Linked DNA regions of Canis lupus: region 1 is linked to region 2. Evidence: chromatin contacts called from public Hi-C data. All regions are on one chromosome and are shown on one strand. Each heading gives the region's core, a stretch centred on a gene start, on an enhancer-like site or on the middle of the called end of the contact. The rest is flanking DNA. Distances are from core to core; before and after follow the strand shown.

Region 1 (6,403 bases), core at 3,656-6,155, 310 kb after region 2:
CAGCTTGCCTACATCCTAGATGATTTGACTAAAAGTAAGACCACTAAAATCCTTAATTTTCATCTCTAACAAATGGAGGCCCCTAAACAAACCCCAAACTCACCTGATGATCTGTCATGATTGCAAAAAACCAGACTCTGGAAAAAAGACTGTTACAAACTTAAGCACTCCAAATGCCATCAAGTCCTTCAACTAATCTTTCCAATGTTTTCCTAATGCTCAGTAACTGGGCTCTGAGGAACTACAGGGGCTTGTCACAATTCTTTCTCTCAATTGGTTTAGAGAAACAACCCTCTGTCATGGTCCAAAGGGATGTTGCTTCAAATGATAATCTATAAAACTGACATGAGATGCCCAACAATTGGCCCCAGAGAAAGAAAAACAATAATGGAAATCTAAAAATTGTTGGTTTGATAAAAATAGAGAACTCTGGCTTGAGCCAAATAACAATCCAGTACTGCCAGAGTCTCAAAAATCTCATTACTAACCACTGTGCATGCATTAATTATTGCTCTACTGATAAGACAGCCTTTATGAATTAATTCTGGTAGAGAAATATTAAAAAGCCCATAAAAATTGCCTACTTTGCTTGCCCCACCTGTCCAAAATACAAACCTAAGAAACCCATCCACACCAGCCCCTGGCATTTTAAATTGCCCCATGGACCGCTCAAAGTTTGGCAAATGGATTTTATTCAGCTCCCCCTGTCTCATGGATATAATATGTTTTGGTCATTGTCTGTTTTCTCACTGATCTGAAGCTTTCCCCTGCAGATAGGGTATGGCCTCTTCTGTAGCTAAAATCCTATTAGAAAAAAAAATTATTCCTACCTGTGGAAGCCTTCTCAAGCTTCACAGTGATCAGGGAACGGTCAAGTTCATCAATAAACCTATGCTGTTTGGCTGGTACTACAGCATTATCCCGGTGCTTACCAACTCCAATCCTCAGGCATTAATGGCCCAATCAACACATTAATAGCACCATTAAGACTCAATTGGCAAAATCTGTGAAGATACTTCAACTAACCTAGCCAAAAGCACTACAATTAGGTCCTGCTAGTATATGTGCTGCCCACGCAAGCACATAATAGGATCCTTCCAAATCTGAGATCCACCCCTTTTGTAACTCATTAATTCTCACACCATTTGAGATAGTCACAGGGCACCTGATGCACCTGGCTCCTGCCTTGTCTGACCCACAGCTGATAAAAAGAGATCCACTTCAATATTGTAAAGGCCTAATTGCTTTTGTTGAGAATAACCATGCTTTAGTAGAACTAGCTTCACAGCACATTTTCAGGAGACAAAGGCCTTAAGTGTCACGCTGCAACCGAGAAATTTTTGTCTACTGCAAAAGACATCTCAAAAAGTTCTCTCTTCAACCTTGTTGGAGGTGCCCTATTAGGTACTATTTACCAACCCTTGTGTCACCAAATTTCAAGAAACGAACTCCTGGATTCACATGTCACATCTAAAGAGAGCACTAAACCCAGACTGGACCTGTAAATCAACTGGTGATCTGAAAGTAAAGTTTCCAGGAATTAAAGCAGACATCTGATAAAGACAACTTTCACAAAATGACTGGACCAGGCTTTATTTTTTGCCTCTCTTCCATGGATAGATAATGCTTACCCACATTTCCCAACTCCAGCAAAAGGGGGAACTTCTCTGATTATGGGATGTGGCACCAGAAACCTCAATCTGCCCACAGCAACAGTGATCCCTTAGCTCACCTACAAGTCATTTTGCTGGAAGCCCAATTGCCACTACATGCCTAAAGTGTTCCCCAGATCCATTTTATAAAGTTAGAACTTAAATCCATACATACGTATTCCCTGCCTCAATTTAACCCAACCCTAGGCAGGAGAAACAAGATCTCTTGAATACATATGTAAAACACGCTGGGGAACAGCCAATGTAAGTTAGGCCACTTGTAAGCTGGCTGTCATACCCATATATTCAGGAAAACTTTCAATATGTGATAACATGGTATTTGAGTCTTGGTTGAATAATGTTAATGCCTCTATACTGACAAATGGGTCCATAAATGCTAATACTTATGAGGGAGCCCTATGTGCAGCTACTGGCTACTTTTCTAACTGTGGAGGTTTTGGTAATGGCCCCTAGGCTTGGGCAATTAATTGCCTTGACTGCTGATGGATAAAAGAACAATGTGCTCCTGCTGTATTCACTGTTCTATTTTTGGTTCACAACGAATTAGCAGCTTCCTATCGGTCTACCGTCACTAAACCTTCATGGTCATCTGAAATGAGAACTTCCAGGAGGCATGAAATTCCAGGTTTGCCTCCATAGAGAGAAACTTTCTCCCTGCAGAGTAAGTCTAACAGACACAATCAGAAAATTTTCCCTAAAATTAAGAGAGCTGGTCAATTCTACAGCCAAAACAATAGTAACCCAACAATGATTATTCAGCTCGTTGGCTAAAGTAGTTTTGAACAATCACATAGCTCTGTATTACTTACCTGCTGAGCAAGGAGGCATATGTGTGATAGCAGACACCACTTACTACACATGGATAAACTTTTCTGGAAAAATAGAAACTCAATTGCACAAAGTTAGGGGATAAGCACATTGACTACTGAATTTGATAAGCACATGACTAATGCTGAATTTCACATGATTCTCGCTGGTCTTTTGTTCAGATGGCTTTCTTCAGACCTAGGGTCACGGTTCAGAACCATCATACATTTTGGAATTGTCATGTTCCTTTTAGTTATGTTTTGTATAATAATTTTTAAGTTTTGCATCAGTTGCTTGTCAAACTTTGTAGAAACCTATGTACCCAATAAGGTGATGCTAGCTCACCACTTCAAGATGATCTCTTACGCATATGACTTCAAAAAGATATAGACTTTGTATGGGAAATGCCTGAGAGTTTTCCTTCCTAAGGACCTTCCTCGTTATTCAAATATGGTCCAAAATGGGTTCTAACTGCTATACACTTTCTGGCGTGGGACATGACACCCAAGAAAGGTCCTTTCTGGCACTGAGACATGGATGACCCAACTCTTGGTCACTGATGCTTTTGAGGAAAGATCTGGATCAAAAGGGAATAATGTGAAAGTAAAGAAAACATTTGAAATACAATCAGGAGGCCAGAAGGGGGAGCTCTCATGCGCTATTAACTCATCATCAATTGCAGAACCCACTGGCAAGAAATGGAACCTTTGCATTTTCCAGCAAAGGAAAGAATGAATTTCCCCAAGCAGAGCAACTAGCGCAGCCAGTAAGAAACAGCCACAACTCCACCAATGAGAAACTGTGACCACCCTGAACTCTCTCTCTCCTACAATGGACTTTCATTCAAGGAAGCCCTTCCCAACTTTTCTCATTTTCTCTGTAAAGTAATGGTTCCTCTCCTTTGGTCTCAGGATTTGCCTATGGTTTTGCCATAGCCTGCATGTTTTGAATGGTAGTTTCTCTGTCATTCCTAAATAAACCCACTTTGCTGATAAAATAACTGGCTGCTTTATTTTCAAGGTTGTCAAACTGATTGCATATTAGAAGTGAAAGAGAACTGAAAGATGAATTTCTTGTGACACAAGTTTACAAAGTTCACAATGTAGCTTTTAAAAAGATAAAACTTACCTCTCTCATGAACTGCTCAAACTCTTCATCCAGCTCTTCTTTGGAATAGTGAGCCATAATCAAGAATTTTCACTTCCCAAGGTAAACATTCCAAAGTATTTACAACACTGGAAACACTAAATAACAAGAGATAAGTATGCTCTGAGGAAATTAATATCACATTATGAGCAACCAGACTTAATCCTCAGACATTTGTCTTATGGTTTAGTATACATGCACAATTATTGACCAATAACCTTGACAAGAGATCCTGAATTCATGAATAAAACTGCTTTGGAAAAGCAGCTCTTACAGTTTGCACTGTACTTAGGGTCCAGAATTACATTTTCATTGTTAACACCCAATTGTTGAAGGGTGGTCTCCGCAACATTTCCTAAACCTATGGTGTGTGTGTGTGTGTGTGTGTGTGTGTGTTATTTAATATTCCCTGAAACAAATCAGGTCCTCTCAAGGAATCTGTCAAAAATTTAAAAATAGCAAGTCCAAAAGGCCATTTCTTTTCTGCAAAGCACAGGACAGAGTTTGTGTCGCCCTATCATTCGGTCTGTTATCAGTGCATATGAATAGTCTTGCAAACCAGACTGTTTCTGGATACAGACAAAATGCAATTCATTAAGATTCAAGGTCTACCTAAAATAGAGTTAGTGGAGTGTACAGATCAAAACGAATTGTGTTCCCTTTGGAGGGAGGGAAAGGCAACAAAACTATGCATAACTTGTAACACAAAGCTCTCCCCACCTGTCTAATGAACCCAATTCATTCGTTTAAAGAACCCCGGCCAGTATTTTTCCCAACCTGCAGAATATCAACTCCCGGCCTCTTTAGCATTTCTGATCAGTGTAGGATGTGTGTGCAGTTAAGGTCCTGCCCCAAGACCCTGGGCGGAGGGGGATCCCGGCTCCAGGAAGCGCGGGTTCCAGAGCGGCCGGAAGACAAAGACGCACTTGAATGGAGCGTGGGCGGAGGAGGGGAGCGGGTCTGAGGACACTCTCGGTCAGGGTCAACCGAGCGGGAAGCCTCACCTACCTGTCTCTGAGCTCCAGCTCCGCGCCATCCCAAACGTCTGCGGGGAGGGCCCAACAGTTACCAGGGTAACACACTTCGGCCGCCTGAAACCCGAGTCACATGACTCGGGCCGGTCACGTGGCTTGCGGGCCCCACGGGACAGCAGTTACTGTCTTTTCTCCGCTACGAGAAGGTGGCAGTTGCTGCGGCTCAGAATAATTTGGAGGGTAAGAGCCGTCGCTGCTGCACCAACGAGACTCCACAGCCTTTTCTGTGCTCCTTGGAAAAGTGGAGGGCGCGCGGGGGCGGGGAGGGGGGCGGTTCTCGAGAGGCGGAACCCAGGCATGCTGGGTGTTGTAGGCCGAGCCCGTAGCTTCCTGGGAAATGTAGTTTAGCTCCCTTAGTCCTTGTATCTCCGCACGTCTCGTTTCTTCTAACGTTCCCCACCTTTGTGGTTTCGGTTCCGCTTTCCGAGCGGAAAATTTGAAGGAAAAAAAAAAAATTATTGGATTCCTCTACGTGCAAACCCGTGAGTAGGCGTTGTGAGAGAAACTCAGATCCGTGAGAAAGAATTTTGTCATGAGGATAGGGGCTCTGTTCCACCATCTAGTGGGCAAACAATTGAAAATACACACGCACATCCCAACCTGCTGCTCGTCTTGGAGCATGTCTGTGGCTTCCCTCTACCCTCCCCTTACTCCCTCCCACTCTGTAGTGGCGTTTTACAATTATTTTTCTTGAATTTTGAATTTTAGTTTTGCCCTTTCTTCCTCTAAAACACACGCAAGTTTCAGTTTCAGAGGACGTCATTTAGGAAGGTGGAAGTAAAGTACCAGTTGAAAGGATTGCCACTGGCAGACATAGGTTAAGGACTTCATTCTCACCAGCCCAAACTTTTCAACCGGCAAGTGTTTATTGTGATACAAATGCATACAGCCAGGAGCTGTGCCCTCAGACAAAGATTTGAATAATGAGATTTTTTTTTTTTTAAAAGCTACTATTTATTGAATACATAGGTTGATAGGAGCTTCACGTGCATTATTTCACTTAATGCACTTACACTCTTGTACTCAATCCGAAGGAATCCACGTAAAAAGATGCACAATGTCTCTTTGAAGTTGTCCTCATTTTATAGATGAGAAAACTGAAGCAGAGAGGTTAATGACTTGCTCAAAGCCATAGTGGCTAAACCAGAATCCAAGACTTGTTTTCACCTCCTCTCTTATCCAGCTTCTGTTCTATCATCCTTCCAAAAGCGTTTTGCAAATACTTTCAATAGCTTTGCCCCAGTGCCCTTGGAGCATGCCTACCCAATAAAACACCTGCTCTGGAGCCACTGAATACAGCTCGAGAAAATCACCCAACAGGTTGGACCATAACCAGTTTTCTGAGACATCTCAACTTTTTGGAGTATAAACATAGTGTTATTTTATTTTTAATGATCACTTTTTTAAACAGAGCTGTGTTAAATACTTCTATCACTTTTCTTATCACCTTAGACAAATTTTAGATTCCATAACTTTTTAGTTACTTCTAGATATTAAAACTAGCCAGTACAATTTAAAACAGATCTCTTAACTAGTTCGTAGTTGTTTTTGTATTTGGAGAGTTTTGGAATGGACAGTGGGCATGATCCATTTTTTACACAAATTTTGAAATAAGAATTCTCAGGCTTTTTACACAGTGCTGGATAAGGGGTATGAACTGCCACTGGTGTCAGGGAAACTGAAATCCCATAATAGTCTTCCAGTTAGAGTGGTAGCATATGGAGACCAGATGAAAATAAGAGT
Region 2 (6,117 bases), core at 878-3,377:
TTTCAAGACTGAATCTTGTAACATCTTGCATTTTCTACTGATCTCCATTAGATATTGTAATTGCAAATGGATATTTTTAGTTAATAAAGAAAATCACCTTATGCTACCAATCACACAATATCATGTGTTTGCTAGCAGATGGTGAAAAACACTTTAAATCATTGACCATAATTGAGAAGGGAATTCATGCCATGGCTATGAAATTTTAGGAATTTTTAATAAATGATGAAACAAGTTATACTCACATTAATACTCCTCTGCTGTCCTTAAATCCAGTAGTAAAATAGCATTGGTGTTTAATAATTAGAGCACTTCATTGAGAGATCCTCAGAATTAAAACAAAAAAAATGTTTAAGTGAGCAGGACTCATATGGAGTCTAAGAAAGGGGAGTCAAAAGGTTAGAATTTGATCTTTTCTATTTCTGTCCATGGGAGAGCTAAGACATTCTGCAAATATGAAACATTATTCAACAATGTCACTTTCCTTTATTCTGGCTCCTTGCTCCTGATGTTGTCATGGACGCTTTTTCCAGTGAGATAAATTCTCCGTGATTAGCATTTTTAAATGTAGACTTACAAAAGAATACATCATCATTAAATGACAGAGAAAACAGGAGCACATTGCAAGGTAGGGGTAACCCAATATGGTCATGAATTTCTTTAGTTCAAATACAGTCATACAATAAGCATTTTAATTGCAAACGTTTCTTAGTATCCCAGAATGATGATGGATAGAGGTGAAGGTCAGAGATGGTTACCTGGCAAAGAAATGCCTATTACTTGATGGCTACATAGATCACACGGTTTTCCTTCTAACTGAAAAGATACTACAAACATTGATTTACAGGCACTTTAAGGACCAGGCTGTTGAAGTAGAGCAAATTCAAATCACGTGTCAGAGTCAGGTAAAGTAATAATAATGGATGGGAAGAATTATTTAGAACTCTATTTCTTCTGAAAACTTTCCCTTCACTGGACTCGACACTCAGGATATGTGTTTCCCCCAAGAGATATGCAACAAAACAAAACAAAGCAAAACACAAAAACCACACCACATCACCGATATGGATCTGGATCATTAGGGACTTGTTTTTAGCTGCACAGTTATTTGAGCTTCTCTCAATATGTCGGAAAAATATGATGAGCCACTGACCTTTATTGAGTACCTACTATTTTTTTTAAAAGATTTGTTTATTTATGATAGACATAGAGAGAGAGAGAGGCAGAGACACAGGAGGAGGGAGAAGCACGCGGGGAGCCCAACGCAGGGCTCGATCCCGAGTCTCCAGCATCGCGCCCTGGGCCAAAGGCAGGCGCTAAACCGCTGAGCCACCCAGGGGTCCCCGGGTGCCTACTATGAACCAGAGACTATACTAGGTAGTTGACATATGACAGCTCATCTCGTTCTTACTGAGACCTAAATCGATTAGGCAGAATGGGGAAAATGAGACTTTGAGATACTAAATTAACTTGCCTAAGGCTGTTCATTTATTAAATGCAAAGAATCCATTCAAACTAAACCTATCTGACTCTTAGACATAGCTGTCGGTCACTACATTTGGGGATGGGCTGTATCAGTACACAATTCCCTGTAGCTTTCAGTGAAGACAGAGAGATGAGGAGGAAGAACTTGGGAGTAGATGGATGGAGACCTCACTAAGTTTTTTTTTTTTTTTTTTTTTTTTTTAATTCCTTCATTAGTCACTCCGGAGGGTGGCAGTTTGCATTTGACGCCGTAACTCTTAAACGTTTTCTTTCCTGTACAGCCGGGTGCTGTAGAGGAGAAGAGTGGCAGAGAGATCAAAATGCTTTGATAGTGTTTTGTTTTTTTTTCTCCCCATTTTTCAAGTAGTGTGATGGTAGGGCTTAACGACAGACGACGCGCGTGCTCCGGGTTAGCAGGAGTCTGTAGAAGTCACGCTCGGGTTCTGTCAGCACCAAGGCTAAGGAACAGCTTCCCTCGGTCTCTAATCCTCCCGCGGAATAGCTGTCACCTCTCTGCGGTGCTGAAATTCGGGCCGCAGGACTAACGCCGCACACGCGCTCCGGTTGGGTCCCGCCCCTGCCGGCGCGGCGCTCGTCCTTTGGCTCCGCCCCCTTCACGGCCTCAACGTGCTGCGTCACGGCGCGCCTCACCCCGGGCGACCCCGGAAGTGGGTCGGGGGCTTGGCCTCTGCCCGGCCTGGGAGCCGGAGCGGGAGGTTCGGCCTCCGAGGGGTGGAGCGGAGCGATCCTGTCCGGCGGGAGACCCCGGGCAGGGCCCGGGCCAGGGGTCCGAGATGCTGAACGTCCCTTCCCAGTCTTTCCCGGCCCCCAGCTCGCAGCAGCGGGCCGCCTCCGGGGGGCGTAGCAAGGTAAGCGGGTGACACCGCGCGTCGTGCTCAGCTCGTCTGCCGCCGGCGGTTCCTCGTACCGAACGGTCCACTCTCTCCCTCGGCCCCCTCTTCCGCCTCCTGTCCTCCGCTCTAGCCTTCCTGCCTCCTGCCTTTGCTGGCGATCCCTTTCTGATGCCCGGCCGTCTGCAGTCCTCCAACTCCGCTAACCCCCGTCTCTCTCTCACACCTGCTGGCCCTTTCCTTTCCCGTCCCCAGAGCCCGTTCTGGTGAAGTCTTTTCCCGCGAATTAAACGGAGTTGTATAGGACAGGGCCAGCACCGTGCTTGCGGGGATCCTAGGCACTCCGTTCTCATTAGCTTTCCTTCCCTCAGTCTAGCCTCGTCTCCGGTCTTTTGTTCTGCACTCCCCGAAGGAGTTGTGAGTGATGTGGGTTCTGTGGGAGAAGGGAAAGGTTGGGCAGTGGCGACATTGACCAGTGACCATCCTCCAAAGGTGGGGACTCCTGGAGCTAGGGAAGATGGGGGCGGGGAGCGAGAGCAAATGTCTAAAATCCTCCGGTGGGTTTGCGGACGCTTCTCTAAGTCACGCTGCCTTTCTTCCTCTGCTACCTGTCCTTATCACAATGTCTTTTCTATTGGTATCCCTTTGCTGACTTTGAAGCTAAGAGAATACTCCTAACTTTTTGTGGAACATGGTTACTGTTGGCAACAGGTGGAACACAGATGTATTTTTTTTTAAAGACTTTTTAAAAAAGATTTTATTTATTTATTCATGGGACACACACACACACACACAGAGAATGAGAGGCAGAGACACAGGCAGAGGGAGAAGCAGGCTCCATGCCGGGAGCCTGATGCGGGACTCAATCCCAGGACTCCATCCGGGACTCCAGGATCGCGTCCCAGGCCAAAGGCAGGCGCCAAACCACTGAGCCACCCAGGGATCCCCCTGTCCCCTCCTTCTTGATGTTTGACCTGTTTCTCTCCTTGAACTAAATGCTTGGCTAAATAGTATAGACTTTCTGGAGAAAGAATCTGAATTAAAATATAAGAGCTGCTGGTCCTCTGTATTAAAACTAAAAACCACATTCTCAGCATCCTTTTAAAGAAGAAAGCTCAGAGGCAAAGACAAAAGGTCCACAGGTGGTGATGGTAAAGTTGAACCTTTGGGTCCAAAAAGAGAACAAAATACAATTATTGCACAATTCAAAGGGAAACTCAGAATTTTAAAGTGAGGTAATCTTACACATGTTAGAACCTGAGTCAGGATTGTATGAAATGGGTAGAGGTTGAAAAAATAGAAGCTAGTTGGGGAGGATATGACTATATTTAAAAGCACACACTTTTGAGTGAGAAAGATCCAGATTCTTTTCCCAGCTTCCGTGACTTAGTGTCTGAGTTTCGGTTTCCTGAGGTGTAAATGAGAATAATAGAACCCATTTTATAGGACTATTCATAGGATTAAATGAGATAATGTTTCTCTTAGCACAGTCTTGGTCTGTGGTAAGTCCTCACTGTGTTACTTGCTCTTAGACTTTTATTTATTTATTTGTTTATTATTATTTTTTAAGATTTTATTTATTTATTCATGAGGGACACAGAAAGGCAGAGACACAGGCAGAGGGAGAAGCAGGCTCCATGCAGGGAGCCCGATGCGGGACTCGATCCCAGGACCTGGGATCACGCCCTGAGCTGAAGGCAGCCGCTCAAGTGCTGAGCCACCCAGGCGTCCCTAGACTTTTATTTATATTCTATGGATTGTTATGTGATTGTTGTGTAAATCTCTGAGGACAGCGTCTAATGCATAGTATGCATTGTATGTAGGATAGCTACTATTTCTACTAACACTAGTAAATAAATATTTTTTGAGAACCTACCACATGCTGGAGATGGAGTGTCAGTTTCCAAGGAGTTTAGTCTAATAGGCAGTACAGACTAATAAATAGTTATAAATGTCATTAAGTACTATAACTGTGTTATGACCACAGAGGGATTGGAGTCAGAGAAGTCTCTTGGAGGAGATAGTGTGCGTCTGGGAGGTGGGAGGGAGGTCCTTGAGCCAGGCAAAGGAGCAGATATTTCATAGCAATCAAGGAATCAGTTCCTGTTTGGCTAAAGCATGTAATAGGAAAGAGCAAAAATTAAGACTCAGAGCTAGTGAGGTAAACAGTGATTGATACAAAGGGCCTGGTAAATCACTCTAGGGAATTTAGAGATATTATTATATGGTAGTATGGGGAGCCACTGAAGGAGGAAGGGCCCATGATTAGATTTACAGTTTTGGAAGACTATGTGTAAATATCCAGTGGATTATGGAATCCACGTAGACAAGAGAGGTGAGTGACTTTGGTTTGAGATGGGAAAGATCATATTCTCATATTTTACTTCATTTATTGAGATCAGGCGACCTAGAGAGTTTCAGGGATGGTAAGAATGGGATGATGTGATTGGTAGGAAGGAATGTGAAATTGCAATGTTAACACACACCTATTAACTAGGTTATTTAGGGGATAAATGAATACCTACGATAGATGAGATTCCAGAAAGTGAGGTATATAAATATCTTAGTCTATTCAGTCTAACAGAGGACCATAAGCTTGATAAGCTAGCTTATACACAGCAGCAATTTATTTCTCACAGTTCTGGAGGCTGGGAATCCTAAGATCAATGCACCAGTGAGTTTGGTATCTGATGAAGGCCTGATTCCTGGTTCATAGCCATATTTTCCCCACATCCTCACATGGCAGAACGGATGAGGGAACTCTTTGAGGTGTTTTTAATAAGGGCATTAGTAGCATTCGTGAAGGTGCTGCCTTTATGATTTAATCACCAATCAAAGACCTTACTTCCTAATACCATCACACTGGAGGCTAAGATTTTTCTTTTTCTTTTTTTTTTTTTAAGACTTTATTTATTTATTCATGAGAAACACACAGAGAGAAGCAGAGACATAGGCAGAGGGAAGAGCAGGCTCCCTATAGGGAGCCTGATGGTGGGACTGGATCCCAGGACCCCCGGGATCATGCCCTGAGCCGAAGGCAGATGCTCAACCACTGAGCCACCCAGATGTCCCTGGAGGTTAGGATTTCAACATGAATTTTGGAGGGGCACTAACATTCAGTCTGTAGCAATAGACTTCTTTGAACATGCCTTCTTTTACATTAAATATTCCTCTGGTACTATGTTACAAACTGCTTATAAGTTTAGACAGTAGCTCAATTCCATCTTTGAAAGGTTATCTTAACTGTTCTTAACTGTTAAAATATTAGTAATATCTCTCATCCAAAAGCATATTATTTAAAGCATATTTTGAAAAAACAAAAAGTTGGGACTCCTGAGTGGCTCAGCGGTTGAGCATCAGCCTTCGACTCAGGGCATGATCCTGGGGTCTGAGATCAAGTCCCGCATCAGGCTCCTTGCAGGGAGCCTGGGTCTCCTTCTGCCTATGTCTCTGCCTCTCTCTCTCTCTGTGTCTCTCATGAATAAATAAATAAAATCTTAAAAAAAAGGAAAAGAAAAAGCTATCAAAATCAAACATCCTTTACTAAATCTTCTGTTCAGGGATAGGTAAACTTTTCTGTAAGGGGCCAGATAATAAATATTTTAGGCTCTGAGGGCCCCATGACTACTGAGTCTCTTCACTACCACCACTCCACTTGTGAAAATGATTCTGAACTCCAGGGTGATAGACAAACAGGCACGGGCCAGTTTGCCAAACCTTCCTTCGAGTGTTACAGTTTTTTTTTTTTTTTTCCTCCGTTATTTGATAACTTTTGTTTCTT

What was found. Hi-C and Micro-C count contacts between places; a contact is called where the count stands out from the background.
Region 1: a contact with region 2 is called in a Hi-C map of blood, with 2.7 times the contacts expected there. The contact joins the promoter of CEP162 here to the promoter of CYB5R4 in region 2. A contact is called at or near these places in 2 of 9 Hi-C or Micro-C datasets (both in blood).

The regions. Positions count from the first base shown.
Region 1 is chr12:44,697,285-44,703,687 of UU_Cfam_GSD_1.0, forward strand. CEP162 (centrosomal protein of 162 kDa) reads right to left here and starts at 4,906. Exons shown (of 29, transcript XM_038554647.1): 1 at 4,635-4,906; 2 at 3,609-3,724; 3 at 2,483-2,545. The coding sequence starts at 3,665. It overlaps LOC111098344 (a long non-coding RNA gene), which reads left to right and starts at 5,040. Exons shown (of 3, transcript XR_005367444.1): 1 at 5,040-5,142.
Region 2 is chr12:44,386,760-44,392,876 of UU_Cfam_GSD_1.0, forward strand. CYB5R4 (cytochrome b5 reductase 4) reads left to right here and starts at 2,128. Exons shown (of 16, transcript XM_038554645.1): 1 at 2,128-2,354. The coding sequence starts at 2,280.